Regions from separate parts of the Pan troglodytes genome. Here region 2 is linked to region 1. The links are chromatin contacts, called in public capture Hi-C maps. All regions are on one chromosome and are shown on one strand. The core of a region is the stretch at or near the end of the contact, and the rest is flanking DNA. Distances in the headings are between cores, read along the strand shown.

Region 1 (7,608 bases), core at 2,950-5,449:
ATAAATAAGAAACAATATGTTCTTAATTTGTCTGACAATGATTCATGAAGCAAAAATATAACTTGATCTTCATAAGCCATGCTTGCTGTTGAATTTCAGACTATGATTCTTTGCCTGTCTCTGCTTTCTTTCCTCCTCCTGTCTCCCCCTTAGCCCCATCTTTTCTTCAATATAGAGTTTCACTAAAATTAACATCCATAGAGGAACTCAAAATTACAAGGCTAGCATATAACATTAATATAAGGCCCAACCAATAAAGAGCCCATTAGCCTAATATCTTGTAATTATGGAATAATTGAGCTGAAAGTGATACATCTTTTTTGGCTTGGATTTCAAATGGGGACAGGGAGCTTTCCTAAAGTAGAGGCTGTGGGGGAATAGGATGGCTACTATGGGAACAAGGCTATGCTGAATAAGATGGGTCCTCTCCGAATATATGCTTTCAGTATGGGAAGAAAACTCTTTAAGCCGTGTATATGGAATGTTCATGCCTCAGATACAACAAGCCCGACGCACACATGAGCACACACAAATGATGATACCTCACTGGCGGCCAGGCCCCACCTGCCACCTTCCAGTGTCAGGGCCCCTCACTCAGTGCTATACAGTAATGCTGTCTGACGGTGAAGGAGGAAAGCAGTGAGGATGGAATCAGAAGTGCTTCCAGTTTTATTTCAGACAAGCCCTGACAGGTCTTAAAGCAGAAGGGTGGCCAATAATAAGTGAGATCTGTAAGTTCTTGCCAAAAACCCAGAGCCTGAACCAAAAATCAGTGGGGGAGAAGGAAGCTATACATCATCCATATTCTCATCGTCAGTTTAAATTTAGAAAATGAGTTGAAAAGAGAGAAGACCTTGCTCTTTACCTAGACAAGAAAGTCTGAATGGCAGTTCTCTAAATGACAACTTTCATCCTTGTCCTTTGCTGAACTCTACTTCATAATGAATCATGTTATTTGCCAAAGAACACGACCCAGGGGTATCAGCAAGAAAGAAAACCTGAGGTTACGGCAGTTCAGTGCACCAGTGGGTGCAGACCAATTACATGCCAGGCCCCGTGCTGACAGCTGAAGATCCTGAGAGGAGCAACGTGCTGCTGCTGCCCTCAGGAACTGACACCCTCCTCGGAAGCCACGTGCAGACCGGCTGTTGCAATGCACTGTGGTGGCTGCAGTGCCAGCGCAGAGACTGCAGATACACGCAGGTGCTCCTCTAGACCTCAGCCTTCCAGGGAGGCCTCCTGGAGGAGGGCTGACATTTGAGTAAAAGCATTTCAGGGCCTCATTTACCTGGCTGTAACACCAGAATCATAAGGTGCTTCTGAAAAGCTGGTGCCCAGGCTTCTTTCAAGAACCAACGAATCAACATTTCTAGAGATCTAACTTTTGAAAAGATTGATGTCGGTGGATTCTGATGAACACAGAATCAGAACTGAAAAAGACTGAATGAGCCAGTGAGAGAAGGGTGGGAAAGGGTTTGCAAGGAAGAGAGAGCAGCTATGGCAAATGCAAGGGGCCATTACACAGCAAGGTGACCACTGGGTGGACCTGGAAGGGAAATCAGAGCCAAGGGAGGAGAGCTGATGCAGTGAGGCTGGCAGGTGATGTAAAGAAGCCTGCACTTTCCTGTAGGGGAAGGGGAATCCCAAAAGGTATCAAATGGGGGCAGTTGTGAGGTAATTTTTTTTTTTTTTTAGAAAGATTGTTTTGGCGGAAGGATTTAAATGAGGGCAAGACATGAAGTTGAAAAGCCTGTAGATGGTGATGTTATAAATTACTATTTTACAAAGGGGAAATATCTATTTATATATTTTAGTGGAAATCTAGAAAATAAACATTAAGCACCCAATTGAGCAGAAGACAGTTATCAGACTATTTTGCAAACAACGCCTCGCGTTAGAGATAGCAAAAAGCAAAAGATTTCGCACCAAGTTACCTGGGTTCAAATTGTGGCTCTGGCACTTCCTAGTTAAGTGACCCTGTCTAAGTTATTAAATCTCTCTGAGCCTCAGTTTCCTCATCTATAAAATGGAGAATGTAGTACCTAGCTCTCACGATTGTTTTGAGAATTAGAGTGGATGACATATAATCTAACTACAATGACTGGCATATGATAAACACAACAGAAATGTTAGCTGTTGCTGTGTTATTCACAACAGCATCATCATAATTCGACAAAATATGTTTGCTCTTCAGTTATGGGAAAAGGTTCTAGAAAATTCTAAGAATTCCTCTGAATTTGTTTTCAATGTAAAATGTTTTGGATACCCATCCTGTCCACTCACTGTCCTCAAAATTCCCCATTTTACCAGGTGCTAACAACTTTAAAAAAAATACTTCCAAAAAGACAAAGTTTAATTTGAAATCACCAGAAATGACTAAGAAGACTATAATTAAAGCTCTCTGTAAACCTGAGGAAAGGACTGCTGAATTCCTGGTGCAATGTCAGAGACCAGTGTAAATATCCCAGATCTCAAACTCTGGTATTGAGAATCCAGGATGTTTTCTATTATGCCAGCATAGCAGTCTTTCATCATTACTTTAAACTTTCATAAGAAAGAGATTTATTCGTTTAAATAAAACATACATATTGACAATCTTCCTTCAAGTTCCCAATTTCACTCTTGAATCTAAAGGGAAAAACCACAGCTGGGGGATGAGCTACCAAAGAGGGCCACCTAGTGTAAAATAAGCAGACTGTGATTTATTATTTTGAGGGCTTAATATAAGAACACGGGGTGAAAGCAGAATATACTATTGAAAGTGACAGTGATATGCCACACAGCTCTATTATACCAAGAGTGGTCGCCAGATGGTCTCCATTTCCCGTGATAACTAAAGAAAAGGTACATAAATGCTAGCAGGCAAATACAGGTCAGATACAAAGAGCCAAATTATGTCAGTGACAGAAATCCTCAAACAGGAGGCTGTGGAATCTATCTTCTCAACGAGATCTTTTAGATAAAATACCTGTTTGTCTGAATGATTTATGCTCAGTGCTGTGTGGAAGCATCAGGGCAGGATTAGATCACTGGTTCTTGAGCTTTTTATCTGTAATCCTTGCTCTCTTTCCCATGATCCCAAATCATTAAAAACAAACAAAAACTGTAGGTTCATCACCACTATAGTGCATGCCACCATTGGGTACAGTGCCTTGAACACAGCAGGCATGGAGATTAGCAACTATTTTTAGCAAAGAGTAAAGGCTAAGAAAGAAGAATGATACAGAGGAGAAAACTCCTATGGCTTAAGATTTCCAAGGGTTACATTACAGGCATCCTGGCCTGTGTAAACACTTAATTTAAGGTGTTCTCACAATTTATACCTTGACCCTACTGCATACACCAACCTAAAAACTAAAAACTTCAGCATAGGAAACAGAACTTCTTCCCTCTATAACCCAATGCAAACTCGGTTATCCTAGAACAATTGGATAAGCCTAACACTCCTTCCCGAGTAGGCCTTTTGAATAGCCAACTTACAGAACAGAATGTTTTTCCCCATCAGCATTCAAAACTTGAAAGCCATATTACATTTGCTCAATTGTCCTTATTCCCTTTAAGTGTGCAAGGGAATGGCTCAAAGCTAATTAATGCCTCCCAATGTGAATTACTGTAGCTGTGTGCTCTTTAATCACAATAATGAATCATTTGCCATCCCCCAACCAATGCAACTGCAATAAGTAATCCTCTCCAAATTTTAAATTAATTTTAATCCTTAGACACTCATAAGTAAGCCTTCCGCTTCTTCCCTTATATATAAAGCAACAGTCCACTTCCCTCCAGTGCCACTGCCTCTTCCCTCTTGACTTAGCTGACTGCACAATTGTCACTCTTCTATTTATTTAGCAAAGATGTACTGAGGGCCTATCATATGCCAGGCACTGCTGAGCATACAGTGATGAACAAAAACATGCTCTCAAAGAACTTCTAGTCCATTGGGGTAGGCAAACTGAGGTAAAGGCCAGGAAGGAAAACAACACAGAATTTTGATGGGGGGGGGGGCGGGATGGGTAAGGGTGGTCAGGGAAAGTTTCCCGCATCCAGAAGTCACACCAGAAAGGACATCTAAAGGAAGAGTAGAAGATACCAGGCACATAAAAGTAAGGGCTAGAACAGAACAGCTTCCAGGGAGAGGAAGAGCATACACAAAGGCCTGCTGGCAGGAGGAGGCCTGGAGAAATGCAAATAGCAGCTCAGTGCAGAGGTGCAGAGCGAGAACAAGAGCCTGTGGTATGAGGCTGGGCAGGCGGGCAAGGCCAGACCACCCAGGGCTTTGCCTGTTCTTTAGAAACTATCTGAAGAGCAACTGTAGAGAGTTAAGCTGGGATAGGATGATCATTCAGTCAAAGCATACTTGCTGAGCACTGATATGCCAGGTACTTCCCAGGGACCAAGGAATCAGGAATGGAGAAAACAAACAAAAACCCTGGCTTTCATGGAGTTTACACTCTGATTGGAGAAGACAGAGAGTAAACAAGTACATTACATACTATATGCTAAGGAGGAGAAAGGCATGAGAGGTTCCAGGCTGAGAAGGTGTGCTAGAGACAAGGGGAAGTGGTTGCCTATTTATTCAGGGTAGGTTAAGGAAGGCCTTATTGATAAGATGACATCTGAACAGAGACCTGAAGGAGGTGAGCGATTTGGCTGTATAGATTACCAGGAGAACAATACTGCAGCCAGATAAAATGCACTGCAAAGGCCCTGAGGCAAGGGCTTGCTTAGTGTCCTGCAGGAACTGGCATACAGGCCAATGTGAAGAGTCTTATGAAAAACAGTCAGAGATAGGGAGCCAGTTCATATAAGGTGACTGTAACAACATTGTCTTTTACTCTTGAGATGGGAAGGTTTGGGAGGTTTTGTGCAGAAGAGGAATGTAATCCGGCTTCTCTTTAAAAATGATCCCTCTAGATGTGCTGAAAATTGACTGGGGCGCGGGGTATGAATCATTTGGGAGGTTATGGCTAATAATCTGGACTACAGTGGCTCAGACCGGGTGATAATCATAAAAGTGGTCAGAATCTACACAGAACTTAAACAAATGTACAAGAAAAAGGAAAGGGAAAAGGCCAAAGACACAAATTAGGAAGTAGTGTAAAGATGTATTCAAAGCCATGAGACAGAATGAGATCACTTACGGAGCAGAAGTTGACAGAGAGGAGGTCTGACGACTGAGAACTGGGCCACTCCAATGTTAAGAGGTGGAGAGAGGAAGAGAAACAACCAAATGGGACTGAAGATGAATGGCTGGTGTCGTCACAGTGTAGTCACTGTAGATGAAAGGCCAACGTAGATTTGTTGTGAAGAGACTCCTTTGACTACAGCATGTAAAATGGATTGGGCAGGGGCATGAGTTGACATAGGAAGACGAGGGTAGGAAGCTGCAAAAATGACTTCACAAAGGCCTGAGATCTGGGCCTCTTGAAGGATTTCTGCCTGAGAGGCTGTCCATCTCTCAGAGTTCAAAAATGCCCGTAAGAACAGCAAAGGCAGGCTTTTCAAATATTAGGATACATCCAGGAGACACCTGGGGACTCCAGGAGCCCACTCCTCTCACGGGAAGATGCTGCATTGCCTTATGTTTTGCATGAACACAACCTTCAGATTCCTATCCTTTGCAATTTAATAAACGTCACTTCTTTCAACTGGGTCTCTATCAATCACACTGTAACTCTGTGTGTGTGGTGTGTGTGTGTGTGTGTGTGTGTGTGTCACAGAGAGAGAGAGAGAGGGAGACAGAGAGAGAGAGACAGAGAGAGAGAGAGACACAGAGAGAGAGAGAGAGAGACAGAGAGAGGAGAGTCTTGCTCTGTTGCCCAGCCTGGAGTGCAGTGGTGCAACCACAGCTCCTGGGCTCAAGCGATCCTCCCACTTCAGCCTCCCAAGTAACTGGGGCTACAAATGCATGCCACTCTACCAAGCTAGTATTTTATTTTATTGTAGAGATGGAGTCTCATTATGTTGCACAGGCTGGTCTTAAACTCCTGGGCTCAAGCAATCCTCCCAGGTTGGCCTCCCAAAGTGCTGGGATTACAGGCATGAACCACCATACCTGGCCCTTGTAACGTATCGATAGTTATGCAGAAATTAAACTGCAGTGGTCCAGGTGAGTAAGGCAGGTAGGGAGGATGTGGGTGACAGAAAAAAGCTCATAAGGAAGAGGATAAATTCAAGAAATACTCGAGGAGTAACACTGTCAGGGCTTGTGAATGGACTGGGATATAGAAAAGGGAGATAGAGAGAGGCATTCAAGATGTCTCCTAGGTTTCTGACATGCAACACTGAATGGGTGGTGCCGCCATTCAATTACTCAGGGAATACTGGACAAGGACCCAGGCAGGAGACTACAAATTCAGTCTTACACATGTTGAGATGTTGAGAAGGCAGCTAGGGCTGGAACTCAGAAGGGGGACAGGACTGAAGAGATCAGTTTAGAAGTCATCTGCCAGTAAGATGAAACTGATGACACACATTGAAAAGACTGGTAGGAGAGTCTCTATTAAAAAAAGAACATGGCCTAAGAGTGAGCATTTTAGACATGGACTGTTTATTAGCTGTGAGACTAAGATGTGTCTGCAAAGCAGGCTGAGAAAGAGTAGCTAAAGAGGAAACCCAGGAAAGTGCACCGTGACAGAAGCCAACAAAGCTTGTGTTTCAAAAAGGAGGAGGGAGCAGCCATGTTAATGTTAATGGGAGTTGGTATCTGTTAGAATCTGCATTTAGCTTATTCTTTGTCTTTGTCTTGCCCGCAGATCTGCTGATCCTGCTAATTTCTACCAAAGCATTCTTTGAATATAACTCAAAAAGCCTTCACATAATTTTATCATTTGTCAACATCACTGTAATAAGCTAGTCAAAAACTTTCTAATATTAAGACAGCAGGGCTGTTAAATACATTTTGGATAAAACTACACTTCTGGCATTGAAGTGACTTTGGAAAGAACACAGAACTAGAGTCTCTCATCTAGTCCTAGTTTTACCTTTCTCTAGATCATGGACAGGACTCACGCCTTTCTGAGTTTTGGTTTCTGTACTGTTCAATGCTGGGGGTGGGGGAGTGGGGTGGGAGGGGAAATGTACACGGTCAGCAGGTGGGAAACAATAAACTTCCCATCTCTATAAGATCTTAGCATTCACAATTAATTTTGTAGGAATACCAGGGGAAATGTGTGTATTTAAAGCAAACATTTTCAAAAGTGGCCTCTATAGGGCCCTAAGATGAATTACTATTTCAAACTATTTAGTTGGTTTGGCCATTTCTCGGGCCAACCAGATACTCTGACACGTATGAAGTGTCAGAGGATATTGAACATGCAATTTATTGTTTTTCTAATGAACAGTAAGATACTATAGTTCATTTCTCAAAAATGTTTATAGTTTATGAATTTAATATTAAGTCATGAAAAAGATACTTTCTTGTCCACCTAAAAACTGTTAACTTTAAATGGTAATCAAACTGTTAATTAAAAAAAGAGTACTGCTGATTCCTCAGCACTTATGATGGAACTCAAGAGATACTCATCGAGTGAATGAATGCTAGGCTTAGAAATTCCACTGAAAAATGACATCTAAACAGCCAAGTCACCATATTCTCTCTAGTTCCAATAT
Region 2 (7,608 bases), core at 2,941-5,440, 1.0 Mb before region 1:
TGTGTGTATGCACATACATGCCAATGGGTGTATGTTGCTGAAGTTGATTACATTTTAGCTAGTTTGGTACCTGCTTGCCATTACCATACAAAACACAATAAAAGACTCTTCTAAAAACACATAAAATACAGTCAAGTGGCTACAAGAAAAGGCATACATCAGTAAGACACCGTGGGCTTCCCTAGGAAGAGTGTAGCTATGGGAAAATATGTTTTGTGCTCTTGAAAGCACACTGACAAAATGAACCTTTGGACTACAGGTTATTCTGAAGATAGAGACAGCCTGGAGGTACAATTCTCACAGCAGTGTGAGAGTAAAAAACAATTCTTAAATCCCACAGCTAGTTACTGGTTATATCTGCTGTCTAGGTCACCTGCTCTTCAGTTCACTGCTCTTTCTACTAAATTTTGCTGCTTTTGTTCTTGCTTTCTCACCTACCAAATCATATTTGACAAGTACCGCTTAAGGTTACCATTGCAGATCATTAGAGTTCATTTCCCTAGCACCTCAAACCAAAGGGAAATAGGATAAAGAAAATGAAGAAAAAAATAAACCCTTGGGTTCAAAGGAAAGTGCAGAGGGCCATGCCTTTCTCAGGGCTATAGACACCATTAATTCATATAGCTCCAGAATAAAATAAGCAGTCTGTGCTGCTGATATGACTATTTTTCTTCTAAAATTGTGTGCCTGGATCTAATATTGCTATCATGACTTTGTGTTCTGATCTTCTGTTTTATTTTTAGATTACTGAGCTTTTAGAGCACTTTGGTGTTATATGGAGAAACAACGTGGTATGTGTGCTCTTCTCTTCTATATAGAAAAGTAAAGAACCTTGAGTCTCTAAGAAACTCAACTGCTGTGTCTGAACTTGTCTATATGAAGCTTTACTTTCTTTACTTTCTTTCCCCTTTCAATTTAGTACTACAGCTCCCCGTAATTTCTTTTGCAGCTTCCTTTAGCCAACTAAATATTTGTCAATTCTGTCTCCATTTTTTATTATCCTTAACTCACACAAAGGGAAGCAATTCTTTTAAAATGAAGAACTTCATAATTTGAGGCTTGAATTCCTACAGAGGGTAATGTTGAAACTTTTAAACAAAGTAATCTACATCTGACCCGTACATGAAATGGGGTTATTATCAACTCATTTTATGAGGTTGTTACTATTTGTAAATCAAGGTTAATAACAATGTTGATTATGGATCAGATAATGCATGTAAATGACCTTGAACAGCATGTGATATACAGTAACTGCAAACTAAATGCAGTCTATTGTTGTTCTTCATTCTCCCATTGCTCCTCCAAATTCCTTTTCTACCCTTCTCTGTCCTGTTTCATGCCCTGGGAGGTTGCTGTCTGTGGAATGCAACACTTGAGCAAACTTGTCCGTGGCTTTCTGTTGGCTGCCCCTGGGAGGCATTCCAGGACATCAGACAGCAGGAGGAGAGAGTATTTGAAGTATTTATCACCCCTACACCTGAGTTGCTTCCATCAAGTAGCTAACATCAGTTATCTTGAGTCACAGGCCTGTACGTGGCTCATCTATGATACTAACTCTCACTCACTCAGTTCACATTCCTCCCTAGGACCAGGCTCAAGACTGCTTTTAATGTTGCTAGTCTCTTGGTTGTCTCCTGTTGGTTCCATGTATTCGGTCCATGAAACTATAGATAATCCTTCATGAAACTGTCTTCAATCAAGCCTTTTCAGTGTATCATTTGATCCCTGCTATGAATTTGAATTCTATAACAATAATAAAAATTACCACCTCTACAACCACCAGTACTAGAAAACCAGTACTAGAAAACCACTTGTGTTGTTATAAAAACTACTACTACTGTTACTACTACAATTACTGTTATTAATGCTAGTACTACTGCTGCTGCTACAATTACCATTACTGAAGTGGAATAATACCAGCAATAACAATAATGCCACTGTGCTAGTATGAGGATGAGGTGAAACGAGAAATTATATTTATTTTCTTCCACAAATAAAAGCATTCCAACACCACGCCTTTCAAATTTAGGGCACCAATCATTTAATTTATTTTATTTTCCTGTATTTCTGGCAACTATTTTCATTTTCTTTTTCCTTCACTCACTGTCTAGGCAGGATTTCCCTTCTATTCCTACAACCACAGCTCATTCCACAGAAGAGTCTTTCCTTTTTGTCCAAATAAGTAGAAATAAATCAGTAGGGTAGTTTCATATTTTTAGTTACTTGACTAACCATTCAGTAAGTTAGGCGATATAATCGTAGACAGGAAATCATCACAAAGACATTTGTGACATGCTTCACCTTGATTTCATATTTTCTTTAACTTTTAATTCATTACTGTTCAAAATAGATTCCATCAAAGAAATATCCAATTGATATGATAAATACAATGTTTTATTGGACACATCTGTCTTGAACTAGTCATGTTAAATCATCTTAGCTATATTGTCACTTCTATGAATCTTTAAAATTCCTATATTGTTGTTCTCAGTGGCATCAGGTGATACATCTTAACTGCAAAGTGCCCTGTGTTCAAAACTCCAATTTTTCTATATCCTTATTAGAATTAGTATTTCAGCAAAAGTGCACCCAGCTTAATTTTAAAAATCTGTTCTGTCACATAGATTCCTTATTTTTTTTTATCAAGCGTCATTAATACAAGAAAAAAAATTCCGTAATATAGTGAGTGTTTTGATTGACACTCCTGCCTCATTCCATTTGGCAAGTTTAAGTATTTTATTATGCCATAGACATGCATCTTTTTATATGGTTGTAATTGTGATAGGCATATAAATGACAGTATCAAAATTGTTCTTGTTTGGGAGTCTTGTTAGTTTGAAGCAGATGTCAAAATCTCCCTTCTCTAAAAATTATTAATTCCATCTTAACTCCTCTCCTGCACAAATTTTGGCAAATTGTGTTTTCCTCTACTTTTCATTTAGGAGTCCTGGAATTATATTTGCTCAATGATCAATTGACCTAACCCTACCTCGATCTTCTCCAATAAATTCTCTCATAAATTGCAAACAAGTATTTACTTAAACAAGTATTTACTAAAAGCAGCCTTTTTAAGATTTTTTCTCTATTTCCTTTTTTCTCTCCTCTTTCTAGCATCTTAAGCCATCCTTTTTTGAGCTCGAACAGGTCCTTTTAAAATGCCACTTCAGATTTTCTCTGGGTTACTATTTTTCAAAAACACCTGCAATAAGGAATATTTATTGACCACATACTTTAGGCGAGGCAGTGGGCTGGGTGCCTGGGATAAAATCATGACCAGAACCTGAAATAGGTTTTGCCCTCAAAAATTTAGAGCTTAATAAGAGAACAGCACTAGTCACATAATCTCACAAATGCATGTAAAATTATAATTAGAATAATGATTAAAAATATGTATTTTGTAAGAGTATATAGCAGAGTAGCCTCACCTGATCTGTATAAACAGGGTAAGCAAGTGTAGAAACCAGAGAAAGTTCTGTAAGCCACAATGAATATTTTTCTCTGTTTTGCTTAGAGCATTGAAAGTCCAATTAAAGATTGTAAAAGGGTGAAACACGAGCAGACTTGCCATTTTAAAATTTAACTCGGATTTCCATTTTATAAGTGATGTAATGGCAAAATGGATGCAGGAGATCATTTAAGTGGCAATGCTCTGATTCTAGGTGGTTTTTTGTTTGTTTGTTTGTTTGTTTTTTGTTATTGAGACAGAGTCTCGCTCTGTCGCTCAGGATGCAGTGCAGTGGCGCTATCTTGGCTCACTGCAAGCTCCGCCTCCCGGGTTCACGCCATTCTCCTGTCTCAGCCTCCCGGGTAGCTGGGACTACCGGCGCCCACCACCACGCCGAGCTAATTTTTTGTATTTTTAGTAGAAACGGGGTTTCACCTGTTAGCCAGGATGGTCTCCATCTCCTGACCTCGTGATCCACCCGCCTCGGCCTCCTAAAGTGCTAGGTCTTTCAGTTATCGATTGCTTCATCACAAAACACCTCCAAACTTAGAGGGATAAAACAACCACCATTTTGTTAAGCTCCTAAATTCACACAGAGACACAGGAAATAAAGCTTTTCTCTGCTTTAGACTATCTGGGCCTCAGCTGAGAAGACTAGAATAACTGCGGGTGACTCCCTGAGCTCAGAGCTGAAGTCGTGTGGAGGCTTTTCCACCAACACCTGGTCCAGGGTGACTTGAAGGTGAGCACAGCTGGCTTGTGGCCAGAGCAACTGCACACGTCCTTTGCACGGGGAGTTGGCTTCTAGTCAGACTGCTTATGCGGTGACTTCAAATTCCTGTTGTAACGATTCCCAGTAAACAATAGGAAGCTGCTGGGCTCTTTATGACTTGTCCTTAGAAGTAACATGGCATCACTCCTACCCTGCTCTGTAGGTCAAAGTCTTCACAAGCTCAGTGAAATTCAAGGAGAAAGGACCAAAATTCCTACAGCTTAATGGAATAAGTGTCAAAAAATTTGAAGCCCTGTTTTAACTTTCACTATAATCAACAGGTAATGCTAATTGGGATTACAGAAGTTAATATAACCAAAATAGAGTATATTTGAAGAATATTGGCAGGCTTTTATGACGTAACAATGTCCTTGATTCATTCCTGATACCCATTTTTGTTTGTTTTCATTTTCTTAAAGCATTCTTTCTACAGGTTTAGAATTGCATTGATCTTTGCAAAACATCAACTTTTGTATTTGTTAGCTGTTTCTATTATTAATTTCTTTTCTATTTCAGTAATTGTTATGTTTATTATTTCCTCCCTTCTCCTTACAGGGATAATTTGCAGATCGTTTGCTAACTCATTAAAACGGTTGCTTAGAACTTTTATTTCAGCCTTTGTATAAAATGTATATTTCAGCTCTACATTTATGCTTAAGGTCTGTCTCAGTGACATTTTTCCAGTTTTGATATGTAGCATTTTAATGTTCACTTATTAAAAATATTAAATCATTTCCATTGTGAGGTGTTTTTTTTGACCACAGACTTTAAAAGTGTATCTGTTAATTTCCAAATATATAAGGATCTTCTGTTTACTTTTCTGTATTAGTTTTTACCTTAACTGTGGTCAGAGAGCATAACGTATGTTGTCAGTGCTTTGAAATGTGTTGAGACCTGCTTTATATCTCAGTACAAGTTATTTTCATCAGTGTTTCATGAATTCTTAAAAAGAATAAGTATTTTGCGATTTTTGAGTTCAATTGTTCTGTATATGGCAGTCAAACAATTTAGTTTATTATGCTTTCAAATCCTCTACATTTTTGCAGATTTTTCTGCTGCTCCTTTTTTACTGAGAGCTTAAAATATCTTACTGATTTCAGAATTGTTAAATTTTTTTTAGTCAATAGTTTTCTGCTGTATACATGTAATACTGTATAATTAGATATATAGAAAATTGTATCTTCCTGGTTAATTGACACTTTTGTTATTTCCAATGTCTCGATTTAAAATAATGCTTTTTGCTTTTTGTCTGATATTTAGTATAACTCACTCTTTCTTTTTGTTACTGTTTGCCTCACATCTTTTATTTTATTTATTCTTTATTATCTCCCTTTACATATTCCTATATTTTTTGTGTGAATATTGTAAGTAGTATATAATTTAGCATTCCCCAGTATTACATACTAGGTCTTTTAACTGTTTCTTTACTCTGTCATTACTGATGAATTAGTATTTAGGTCGAACTTTACCTTCTGCTTTGTTTGATTTAACACTTACTCTTTGTTCTTTTTTCTTCTTCTTCTTTTGATATATTTAAGCTTTATTAAGTGTTTTCATTTTCTTCTCTATTTGATTTTTTAGCTATTCATTTTATTAGTCTACTTTAATAACTACTTAGGTATTGATGGATCCTAGGGCACTATATAATTCCATTTAACTTCTTTTTTGTATTTTGTACAATTACTTTTTTGTATTTTGTACAATTACTATCATATATTTCAATTTTGTATGTTTAAAATGTCATAAATGTTATTGCTTTGTTTTATGCAAGTGGTATTTAGATTTACACATATGTGTACCATCTCATCATTCTTCATTTCTCTCTGATATGAAATCTCAGATTATGTTCTACCCACCCCCAAAATAAATATTCCCATGAATAAAGAATCTAATTTGGCAGTAATTTGCTTTCAAATACTTTACAACATCATTCCTTGTTTTTGTTAATAAATTGGTTGTTTATCTCAGTTTTGCTCCTTGGAAGACAATATGTCTTTACTCCTTGACTACTTGCATGAATTTTTTTTGCCTTTAGTTTTCAGCACACTTGCTGTAATGTGCTTAGGATTTTTGCATTTATTTCTAGTGGTTCAAGAAAATTCAGAAAAACTCTGACCTATTTTTTTTATAGGTATTTTTAACCCATCCTCACTCTCTTCTCCTTCTGGACTCTGATTGTATACATGTTAATACTTTTCTCCTTGATCCAAATTTATCTTACACTCTCTTATATATTTTTCTCATTTTGTCTTTCTTTACTTCAGTGAATATATTTTCTACTAACATACCTTCTGATGCACTAATACTCTATCATCTGAATAGGTTTTATAGTCAGTTAGTGTTACTTTATTTCTCGATTTTCCATTAGCTATTTTTAATACTTTTGAATTATTTTCTGAAATACCTAACAATGTCATTTAATTACTAGAAAATTTAATTACATTTATTTTAAAGTGCCACCCTATCTAGATATAGAATGGAGTTTTTTCTCTTGTCAGTTATTAAACATGATTTATGGTCAATTCTTGTCTTGTGGAATTTGTTTACTTTTTTAGATAGCATCAATAAAAGGATTCCAGGATACTCAAAGAGAACATATTTTTCTTCAATAAAGCATCTGGATATGGATATCCAATTATATTCCAAATAAAGATTGAGATCATTGGAACCCAGCCTCAATGTCTTTTGGGACTGGTCAATTCTTCAATCACCTTTAGAACTTTATGGTTCCATCTGAAAGCCTGGCAGTGACTATTAAAGACCATCATTTTTTTAAAAATACTTTTTTAAAGAGCAATTTTACAATCACAGGAAATTGAGAGGAAGATGCAGAGATGCCCTGTATACTCCTTATCCCCACGCTTGCATAGCCTTTACCATTATCAACATCCCCCCTCAGAGTGATACATTTGTTATACCTGATGAACCTACATTGACACATTGATATGCTTTGCCTCTGTTTCCCCAGCTAAATCTCATGTTGAATTGTAATCCCCAATGTTGGTGGAGGGACCTGGTGGGAGATGACTAGATCGTGGTGGCAGATTTCCCCCTTGCTATTCTCATGATAGTGAGTTCTCATGAGATCTGGTTGCTCGAAAGTATGTAGCATCTTCCCCCTTTAACTCTCTCTCTCTCTCTCTTGCTCTACCATGTGAGGATGGTGCTTGCTTCCCCTTCACCTTCCACCATGATTGTAAGTTTCCTGAGGCCTCTCCAACAGCAGAAGCCTGTACAGCCTGCAGAACCATGAGCCAATTAAGCCTATTTTTTTATAAATTACCTAGTCTCAGGTAGTTCTTTATAGCAGTGTGAGAATGGACTAAGACACATCATAATTATTTGAAGTCCCTAGTTCACATTAGGGCTCAATACTGACATTGCACATTCT

What was found. Capture Hi-C pulls out chosen DNA fragments and counts their contacts.
Region 2: a contact with region 1 is called in a capture Hi-C map of stem cell-derived neural stem cells, with 5 times the contacts expected there. The contact joins two enhancer-like sites. A contact is called at or near these places in 1 of 7 Hi-C or Micro-C datasets (stem cell-derived neural progenitor cells) and 1 of 1 other capture datasets (stem cell-derived neural stem cells).

The regions. Positions count from the first base shown.
Region 1 is chr4:81,363,987-81,371,594 of NHGRI_mPanTro3-v2.0_pri, reverse strand. All of the region lies in intron 27 of DROSHA (drosha ribonuclease III), which reads right to left. Among named protein-coding and RNA genes, the nearest start is that of DROSHA, 120 kb to the right of the region's middle. Within about 2 kb of position 4,199, at least 3 of the 24 cell types and tissues checked have an H3K27ac peak or open chromatin away from gene starts, as enhancers often do. A contact at or near this core is called in stem cell-derived neural stem cells, where this site is marked.
Region 2 is chr4:82,362,018-82,369,625 of NHGRI_mPanTro3-v2.0_pri, reverse strand. No RefSeq gene overlaps it. Among named protein-coding and RNA genes, the nearest start is that of CDH6, 780 kb to the right of the region's middle. Within about 2 kb of position 4,190, at least 1 of the 24 cell types and tissues checked has an H3K27ac peak or open chromatin away from gene starts, as enhancers often do. A contact at or near this core is called in stem cell-derived neural stem cells, where this site is marked.